Regions from separate parts of the Mus musculus genome. Here all the other regions are linked to region 3. The links are chromatin contacts, called in public Hi-C and promoter capture Hi-C maps. All regions are on one chromosome and are shown on one strand. Each heading gives the region's core, a stretch centred on a gene start, on an enhancer-like site or on the middle of the called end of the contact. The rest is flanking DNA. Distances are from core to core; before and after follow the strand shown.

What was found. Promoter capture Hi-C pulls out the DNA fragments that hold promoters and counts their contacts. Hi-C and Micro-C count contacts between places; a contact is called where the count stands out from the background.
Region 1: a promoter capture Hi-C map of embryonic stem cells shows a contact between it and region 3, with 12 times the contacts expected there. The contact joins two enhancer-like sites. A contact is called at or near these places in 3 of 39 promoter capture datasets (cranial neural crest, embryonic stem cells and pre-B cells), 2 of 484 Hi-C or Micro-C datasets (nephron progenitors and olfactory sensory neurons), 1 of 115 datasets of contacts at active chromatin or transcription factors (large pre-B cells) and 1 of 9 other capture datasets (liver).
Region 2: a contact with region 3 is called in a Hi-C map of embryonic stem cells, with 11 times the contacts expected there. The contact joins the promoter of 2300002M23Rik here to the enhancer-like site in region 3. A contact is called at or near these places in 6 of 484 Hi-C or Micro-C datasets (the G1E-ER4 cell line, embryonic stem cells, palatal mesenchyme and 1 more), 2 of 115 datasets of contacts at active chromatin or transcription factors (both in embryonic stem cells) and 1 of 9 other capture datasets (embryonic stem cells).

The regions. Positions count from the first base shown.
Region 1 is chr17:36,263,313-36,266,244 of GRCm38.p6, forward strand. It overlaps Trim39 (tripartite motif-containing 39), which reads right to left. Exons shown (of 7, transcript NM_178281.1): 4 at 417-647. Among named protein-coding and RNA genes, the nearest start is that of Trim39, 6.7 kb to the right of the region's middle. Within about 2 kb of position 1,444, at least 33 of the 459 cell types and tissues checked have an H3K27ac peak or open chromatin away from gene starts, as enhancers often do. A contact at or near this core is called in embryonic stem cells, where this site is marked.
Region 2 is chr17:35,566,099-35,569,145 of GRCm38.p6, forward strand. 2300002M23Rik (RIKEN cDNA 2300002M23 gene) reads left to right here and starts at 1,387. Exons shown (of 2, transcript NM_175148.3): 1 at 1,387-1,522; 2 at 1,736-2,847. The coding sequence starts at 1,456. The coding sequence ends at 2,718.
Region 3 is chr17:35,937,923-35,940,728 of GRCm38.p6, forward strand. No RefSeq gene overlaps it. Among named protein-coding and RNA genes, the nearest start is that of Mir1894, 21 kb to the left of the region's middle. Within about 2 kb of position 1,424, at least 11 of the 459 cell types and tissues checked have an H3K27ac peak or open chromatin away from gene starts, as enhancers often do. A contact at or near this core is called in embryonic stem cells, where this site is marked.

The sequences.
Region 1 (2,932 bases), core at 194-2,693, 330 kb after region 3:
CCCTCAGAAGACAGAGGCAGGTGGATCTCTGTGAGTGAGGCTAGCCTGGTCTACAAGGTGAGTCCAGGACAGCCAGGGCTGTTATAATAGAACAGCCCCGTCTAGAAAAACCAAAAAAGAAAAACTAACAAACAACACCCCCCCAAAAGGGGAAAAAACCCAACTAACTACCCCAAAATCAAAAAAAAAAAAAAAAGCAAAAAAAAAAAAAAAAAAAAACCCAAACAAAACAAATGGAAGGGATGATAGAAACCTGAGCTGCCCCGCTCTAGAAAAATGCCCTTAGCACATACCTGGAAGAAAACCTTGGATTACAGAAATAGAGTAAGAGAGGGTGCACTCCATACTGACAGCACGGCCTGCACATAGCTAGATTGTATTTGACCTGAGGAACTATACAGGAGCAAAGGTCGAACCTTAAGCATCTCGAAGCCTGACTGTAAGCACTTGCCCTCCACCTCAGCAGCTAAGTGGGCAAGGTCCCGGCGCCTGTCCCCAAGGTGAGCAGCATTTTCTCGAAGTCGCTGTAGAATGTCCTGTTCTTCTTCCTCCAGTCGTGAAAGCAGTGTCTGCTGCTCTTCGTCCAGTCGCCTGTGCAGCTCCTCAAACTCCTTTAAGATCTGCTGCCGGCGGCTCTCCACCAGTCTCTGAGAACAAGGGAGGAGGCTATCAGGACCAGAAGGCACGAGGGGGTCTCCCAGATCCACCAGGCTCAGGACAGACTTCTTTGTCACTGGGAAGACTTTAACAGCACACTTGCTTCTCTTCCTGTAAGGGACACTGTTACCTGCATGACCCCAACAGACAACTCACAGGGCAAATCAGTGGATAGATTTAAATCAATCAGTACTTAGCTTTATAAAATCTGAAACGTGCTTTTGCTAACGGTACATACTTTTACTTCTAACAAACATCCTTGAAGCTTGAGAGTTTAGGACTCAAACAGCAGTTGGATCACTTTCTGAGGGTTATCAGCATGCCCTCCCCTAGGCCTTCCTGCAAGTGACCTTCCCCAGTATAGCAGTCTCAAGTCTTTTGACTGAAAGGGAAGCATCAACTCAGAAGAGTAGCAGAGTGGACTGAAAGATGCAGACAGAGAGAGAGGTTGGGCTCAGGCTCAAGAATAGTGGGTGACACACCAAAGCCTGTAGGCCTCAGAACGCAGCCATGGATCTGAAACTATGCCAAGCAGATGGCAGACTAGCTTTCATTACAGGGTCACTAGTTGCTGTCTCAGGCAGGCAATGGCACGATGCATTCTCACTTTTGTCCTGAACAGATTCTCAACATGTGTGGTATTATGAGCACTCTAATGAATTATATTCCTTAGCAGTATGTTTTTGGGGCCAGAGAGAAGACTCAGTGGTTAAAAATGCTTGCTTCCTGGGCTGGGTGTGGAGGCCCATGCCTTTAATCCCCGGAGGCAAATTCCTGAGTTGGAATCTCTGAGTTCAAGGACAATTTGGTCTACAAGGAGTCCAGATAGTCAGGGCTCTGTAACACAGAGAAACCCTGTCACTAAAAAAACAAACAAACAACAAACAAACAAACACTTACTTCTCTTCTAGAAGTCCTGAGCTTGGTTTCCAACACTCATACTAGATAGTACATAACTGCCAGTATCCCTATTTCCAGGGGACCCCATTTGTCAACTTCTGGTCTCTGAGAGAATGTACACACACACACACCGGAACACTGTATGTTGCCTCTCTTAGACTTCACATTGTCATCAAGAGCATGGCTGCTTGTGGTGTTGGGCTCACCTCTGCTCAGGAGCCAGTACTTGGTGAACTCATAGTGTCACATAAGCTGTAAGCAGGGAGGGGCTTTTAGGGAAGTCAGAATCAAATAGCCACATACTGGATTAGTAATTAAAATCACTTTTAACTGGGAGTGGTGTGTATAACTTTAATCTCAGTATTTAGGAGGCAGAGGCAGACAGATCTCTGAGTCCCAGGCTAGCCAGACCCACATAATGAAACTATCACAAAAAAAAAAATTTAAAAATTACTCTCTGATGTTATTAGATATTGCAATCACTTTAGAATTATATAGATAGGCTATCTTATCTGGACTTTTACTTAAAAAATGTTGATTTCTGTATAGCTAATTAGAAACTCCATCCCCACCCAGGATGTACAATCTCACAAGCCCATACTGGCCTGTGCTGGCTGTGAATTTGTGATTTGGATATTGGGGTTCCAGCCCCAGCCTCCTCTGGTTACAGGTGTGAACTGTCATGCCTAGTTCACAAACTTGTGTTTCTGTCTGCTGTGTTGGGGAACGGACGCTATACCCTCAGCCTCTACACAGTTTAAAACTGTGCATTTTATTTTTGAGACAGGGTCTTCTGAAGTCTTGGCTATCCTCACTTGTAACCCTCCTGTCTTAAGTCTCCGGACTATTGGGATTAGATGTCCTCATCACCAAGCCTTGCTCCTACAAACTATTTTAAAAGAACAAGGGGGTAAGAAGGGGAGGAAGATGAATTCAAACAGTCGTGAAAGGAATGTTTTGAATTACACTCTTAAAGATCACTGAATAAAAATGAATAATTGAAAACAACAACTGTACTTTGGTTAAAACATTATCATGGTGAATGCCCTCCATATGTTCCCGTATTTCACCACTTGGTTCACAGTTGGTAGCCCTTGGGATCTTTGCAAAGGTTATAGAACCTTGTGGAGGTAGAGCTTTGCAGGAGGAAGTATGTCACTAGGGGGCAGGCTTTGCGGGTTTACCCTACTTCCTGTTTGCTCTACTTCCTATGTAGGGTAAAAATCTGATCAGCCGATCAGCAGGCTTCTTGTTCCTACAGGTATACCCTGCCTTCCCGGCCATTACAGACACCTCCAAAAGAGAGCGCTTCTCCCTTAGGTTTCCTTTTTTTGCCCTGATATTTTATCAGAACCTGCACAGGTGGAGGCTGAGG
Region 2 (3,047 bases), core at 137-2,636, 370 kb before region 3:
GTTGAGCTTTGCTTTCCAAAGTTCTTGCGTGTTCTGGGCCGCCATCTCAGAATGACTCAGGCTCCCTAACTGCAGTTCAAAAGTAGGGAGACACTTAAAAACCTTGTAACGTGAAAGTCATGCTTTTGGTGTTGATTTTAAAGAAACGGATTGTTTACACTATTAAAATTAGGTTTTGCTTGCCAAAATTGTGGTTGTGCTCCTGTGTTATAAGAGAGACTTAAAAATTATGGTTAAACTGCCAGTGTTCCATTGGCTGCAGCTTGTAGTTCGAGCACAGGCTCAGGATTCTAACTAGCACATATTTGTAATTAAGAAAAAAATCCGGCAGATTGAGATTGTTGCAGGATTTGAGAAAGGTTAATAAAACTATGGAGCTTGTAGGGGCATTGCAGTCTGGCCTGCCTACTCCACACAGAATTATGATGGGTTTGGAGGATTGTTCTTTATTCCTTTGCATCCTGATGATGTAAAGGGTTTGCTTTTAGTTAGTTTGTAGTTTTAAAGAGCCCATGAAGCGATGTCATTGGAAAGTTTTGCCTCAAGGAATGACTAATAGCCATCCATACTTTATGTAAAAAATTTTTGTCGCTGCTTCAATACAAGAAGTTAGGACTTGGGAATTTTTCGGTGTATAGTATTCATATGTAGATGGTATTTTATTAGCTGATCCCTCTGATGGAATTTTACTACAAGGCTTTGCTCTTATACAATGAGCTTTAACATTTTGGAGTAGTTGTTGCTCCAGAAAAGATTCAAGGGCAAATTCTTTTTTTCAATATTTGGAACATAAGTTACAGCCTGAACAAATTGCAGCACAGAAAATTCAAGTAAGAAAAAATAATTTAGTTACTCTAAATGATTTTCGAAGGTTGTTAAGAGACATTAATCAGCTAAGACCTCATCTTAAGCTTACTACAGGAGAACTTAAACCTCTGCTTGGTACCCTCAAGGGGGATGCAAGTCCTAAGTCCCCTCTGACAATGAACTGATGAGGGACGAATAGCTGACTAGCTTCCCAGAAAGTGGAGGAGGCTATTAGTCAATGACAGATACATTATATAGGCTATGATCAATTGATACATTATATAGACTATGATCATTTGATACATTATATAGACTATGATCAATTGTTGGCTGTTTGCATGCCAACAATTGATCATAGTCTATATAATGGTAGAGCATTATAGAGCACCCGGGTGCTCTATAATGGTAGAGCACCTGGGTGAGGAAGGGGCAGGGAGTACCAGGAAGTAGCCAGGTGAGGAACACCCAGTTCCTCAGGAACTTTCAAGTGACACCTGTTGCCACAGACCGAATCAAGAATGAGGGTGGACTGGGCAGATTCATTGTCTCTATAACCACTGTTCCCAGACTGTTTCTGCTGTCCTCCACCCGACCAACAGGATAAAGGCTGCTCTCTTGGGGCCCAGGCAGAAGCAGGAGCTGAGCAAGATGCAGAGCCACGCAGGTGGGAGCCGGGCTCCCCTGGGCTTGCTCCTGATCTGTCTGTGCCTGCCAGGTATGCAGGGTACTGGGGTCCTTGGGAACAGGAATTAAGGGAGAAGGTGAAGGTAGGAGTGTGCACAGTTTTGGAAGGTTGTGCATTTAGGTTCCCGAGGGAAGTGGGGAGTGCCAGTACAGAATCAGGCATTCAGCGAAGGGGCCAGCGAGTCAAAAGAGTAGCGGGCACCAAATCTGACCCATTGGCTGCTTTCTCTTCCGTTTCCTTCAGGTCTTTTTGCACGGAGCACTGGGGCACCAGAGGAGAAAGCCTCCCCACATTCGGGACAACCTTCCTTCACCAGCCTCCTTAACCCTGGACAGCCTCAGCCCAAGCCAGACCCTGTGAATAATGAGTTACTAGGAGTTCTTCCCAGGCTCAGCGAATCTCCACAAGATGGTGCTCTACCTGAGGGCGGCTCTGAGGTGCCCAACGGGCCTCCCTTCTGGGGGCCGCCCCCCATGGAGTCCTGGCCCTCAGAGGACCCTCAGCAAGGGATGGCTGCTGTTGCTGAGGACCAGTTAGAGCAAATGCTGCCAGAAGCCCTGCCATACCTTTCCAGAGGCGGTCGTCTGCCTGAGGCTTCCTCTGCACGGCTCAGGCAACCTTCACTAGCGGCTTCCTACCCTCAGGACTCCGAGGCTGGACTGCAGCCTGGTTCCAGTTCACTGGAAACTGAGGCAGAAGCCTTTGCTCGGAGCCCATTCTGGTTTCTCATCCACAAGCTTCTGCCTGGCTCATCTGGGAGGATCCTAAGGCCTGGAACATCCTGGGGAAGTGGAGGGGCTGGAACTGGGTGGGGAACAAGACCCATGCCATATCCTTCTGGAATATGGGGTAGCAATGGTTTAGTATCAGGTACTAGTTTGGGGGGTAGGGGTCCTTACCCAGTAAGAATCTGGGGGAGAAATGGTTGGTACCCATTAAGGATCTTGGGGGGTAATGGTCGGTACCCCCCAGTAGGGACCTGGGGGGGTTATGGTCAGTACCCCCCAGTAGGGACCTGGGGCGGTTATGGTCAGTACCCCCCAGTAGGGCCCTGGGGCGGTTATGGTCAGTACCCCCCAGTAGGGACCTGGGGGGCCAATTGCCAGTATCCAGCAGGCAGCCGGAGGCCCAATTGTCGATATCCAGCAGGTAGCTGGGGAACTAAAGGTCAGAATCGGCTTCCCCCAGGAGCCAAACGTCCTGGCTCTTCTGGGATCACCCCCTAATCTCACAACTGGTTTGCAGCGGGGTTAGGGCTCAGTTGGGCCCAGTCACGTGGTTTCTCCTTCTCTTTCCATTTTTAAAGCCTCCTCTGTCGACCAGAGCTGGTCGCCAATAAATACAAGCAGTTCTTGAAATCGATTTCTCTCCGCGTCAGTTTCTGGTTGTACCGGTAGTGTACCTGGGGCCTCCTCTTTTTCTAACCACCCCTATGCCTCTCTAGGGTTCCCTGTACATGCCATCTTGTTGTCCTCATCTTTTGGGGAAGAAAGATCAAAGCCCAGGAATTTGAAGGTGGGCTGACTCCATGCTTTCACCACTGTCCAGGTGGCAG
Region 3 (2,806 bases), core at 174-2,673:
AACACACAGGCCCACCTTGTGGGAGACCAAACTGCCTGTGGTCACAGCTTTCCTTAACTTCTTCAAGACTCCCATCACTTCAACTTTTTTCTTGTCTCCAACAAGCAGAAGACCCTTTACAGAGAGCTCAATGTTTTCCCTATGTTTTAACTTTTGAGGAAGCTCAGAGTTGAGTGCCTGCTTCTCTTTCACAGGACTAGATCAGTTCTCAGCACCCATATTAGATGGCTCACAGCTATAGAGAATCTGAAGCCCTCTTTGGCCTTTGCACCTTCCCCCCGTGTGCATACATACAGATACATAAACAAAAATGGGAATTAAAAAAATATATATTTTATTTATTTATTTATTTATTTAGGTTTTTTGAGACAGGGTTTCTCTGTATAGCCCTGGCTGTCCTGGAACTCACTTTGTAGACCAGGCTGGCCTCAAACTCAGAAATCCTCCTGCCTCTGCCTCCCAAGTGCTGGGACTAAAGGTAAAGATTTATTTATCATTATTTTACATTAAGTGCACTGTAGCTGTCTTCAGACACCACAGAAAAGGGCATTAGATCTCACTAAGGGTGGTTGTGAGCCATCATGTGGTTGATGGGATTTGAACTCAGGACCTTCAGAAGAGCAGTCAGTGCTCTTACCCTCTGAGCCATCTTGCCAGCACCCAAAATGAGAAATTTTTAAATTAAAAAAAGCTGGGTAGTTGGGCAGTGGTGGCACATGTCCTGGAACCAGCACCATCTCTGGTTCCAGGGATTCCACCTTCTTCTGGTCTCACTGGGCACCCAACTGGTGCAGAACTATGTATGTAGGTAAAATACCCATATAGAAAATAAAATGGAGCCGGTCAGTGGTGGTGCATGCCTTTAATCCCAGCACTTGGGAGGCAGAGGCAGGCAGATTTCTGAGTTGGAGGCCAGCCAGGGCTACACAGAGAAACCCTGTCTCAAAAAACCAAAAATAAATAAATAAAATGAAAAAAATTTGGTGGATTTTGTTATCTATTTGTTTATTAAGATCTCTCTATGTGACCCTGAATGTTCTGGAGCTCACTATACAGACCAGACTGGCCTCAAGCCTACAGAGATCCTATCTCTGTCCCCTCCCCAGTGCTGGATTAAAGGTGTTGTCAATCATACTCAGACTAAATTGAAATTAAAAAAAAAAAAAAAGAGTTATTACCAAGTCCTGCTGTCTCTGCTCAGGACAGCTAGCCATTGGCCTGATGCTGCAGCTTGACAAACTTCAAGGCCAGACTGGTCTACAGAATGAGTTCCAGGGCACCCAAGGCTACACACACACACACACACACACACACACACACACACACACTCTCCAAATAAATATTTTCAGGTCTCAGGGTTCTGAGGAGCTCCCACCCACTGTGAGTGCCTTTCACTTGCAAATGTGTGAAACCTCTCCTCCCTTACAGAAGAGCTTCCTGGCATCTGTCTCAGCTCTACCCCTCTCCCCTTTACCCAGTACCTAGCACAAAGATGAAGCCAGGGTCAGTGAGGTTGCTCGCTCAGTGAGTGAGGTGCCTGCTGCCAGACCTGGCGACCTGAGAGGTTGATCATGTGGTGGAAGGAGAGAGATGATTCCTGAAAGTTCTCTGACTTTCCTGGATACACACCATGATGTGCATTCCCCTCATCCAATAGATACATGTGGATGTACAGATGAAAACTAGATCAACCCAGGTTCTCCAACATTCTAGCATCCCATCTCAACCCCCAGGCAAGCACCCCATGAAGTCCTGTGGCTCTTGACTCTGCTCACTCCCCCCCCTCCCCCCCAGCCATACCTGGCTCCTTCCGTCTTCTAACCTGCCAGTTGGATAGCTGTTCTGCACCTACAAACCTACTTAGTGTCTTGAGATCCCTTCTTAGGGACTCCTTCCCATTCCTTCTTGCCTTCGATGCCTGTCTCCCCTTGTTTGTCAGAGACTAGGAGCAAACTCCTCTATTAGCACCAGCGAGTCTTGGCCCTTGTAACAAACCTTCCAGTGCTACTGAGCCGCTTAAACACTTTTGTTTGTAGGCCAAGTGGTGATGGCAGCAAATAAATACCTTTAAGGCCAGCAATCCCAGGCAGAGGGAGGCGAGAGGATCTCTGATCTGAGTTCAAGGCCAGTCTGCTTTACAGAGTGAGTTACAGGATAGTCAGGGCTACACAGAGAAACCAGGATTCAAAAAAAAAAAAGTTTCTAAAGATGTGGTTTGAATAAGAATGACCTCCATAGTCACCAGGGAGTAAAACTATTTAAAAGGTCTAAAGGATTAGGGGGTGTGGCCTTGTTGGAATAAGTATGTCACTGGGAGTGGACTTCAAGGTTTTAAAGGGCCCAGTACCTTTTTCTCTTTTCCTGTTGTCTGGACTAGGATGTAGTTTCTTCCTTTCTTCCTTCCTTTCTTCCTTTCTTCCTTTCTTCCTTTCTTCCTTTCTTCCTTCCTTCCTTTCTTTCTTTCTTTCTTTCTTTCTTTCTTTCTTTCTTTCTTTCTTTCTTCCTTCCTTCCTTCCTTCCTTCCTTTCTTTCTTTCTTTCTTTCTTTCTTTCTTTCTTCCTTTCTCTCTCTCTCTTTTTTGTTTTTGTTTTGTTTTGTTTTTTGAGACAGGGTTTCTCTGTATAGCCCTGGCTGTCCTGGAACTCACTTTGAAGACCAGGCTGGCCTCGAATCCAGAAATCCACTTGTCTCTGCCTCCCAAGTGCTGGGATTAAAGGCGTGCACCACCATGCCCGGCTTCTCTTTCTCTTTTCTCTCTCTCTTCCTTCTCTCTCTCTCTTTCTCTCTTTCTTTCTTTCTTTCTTTC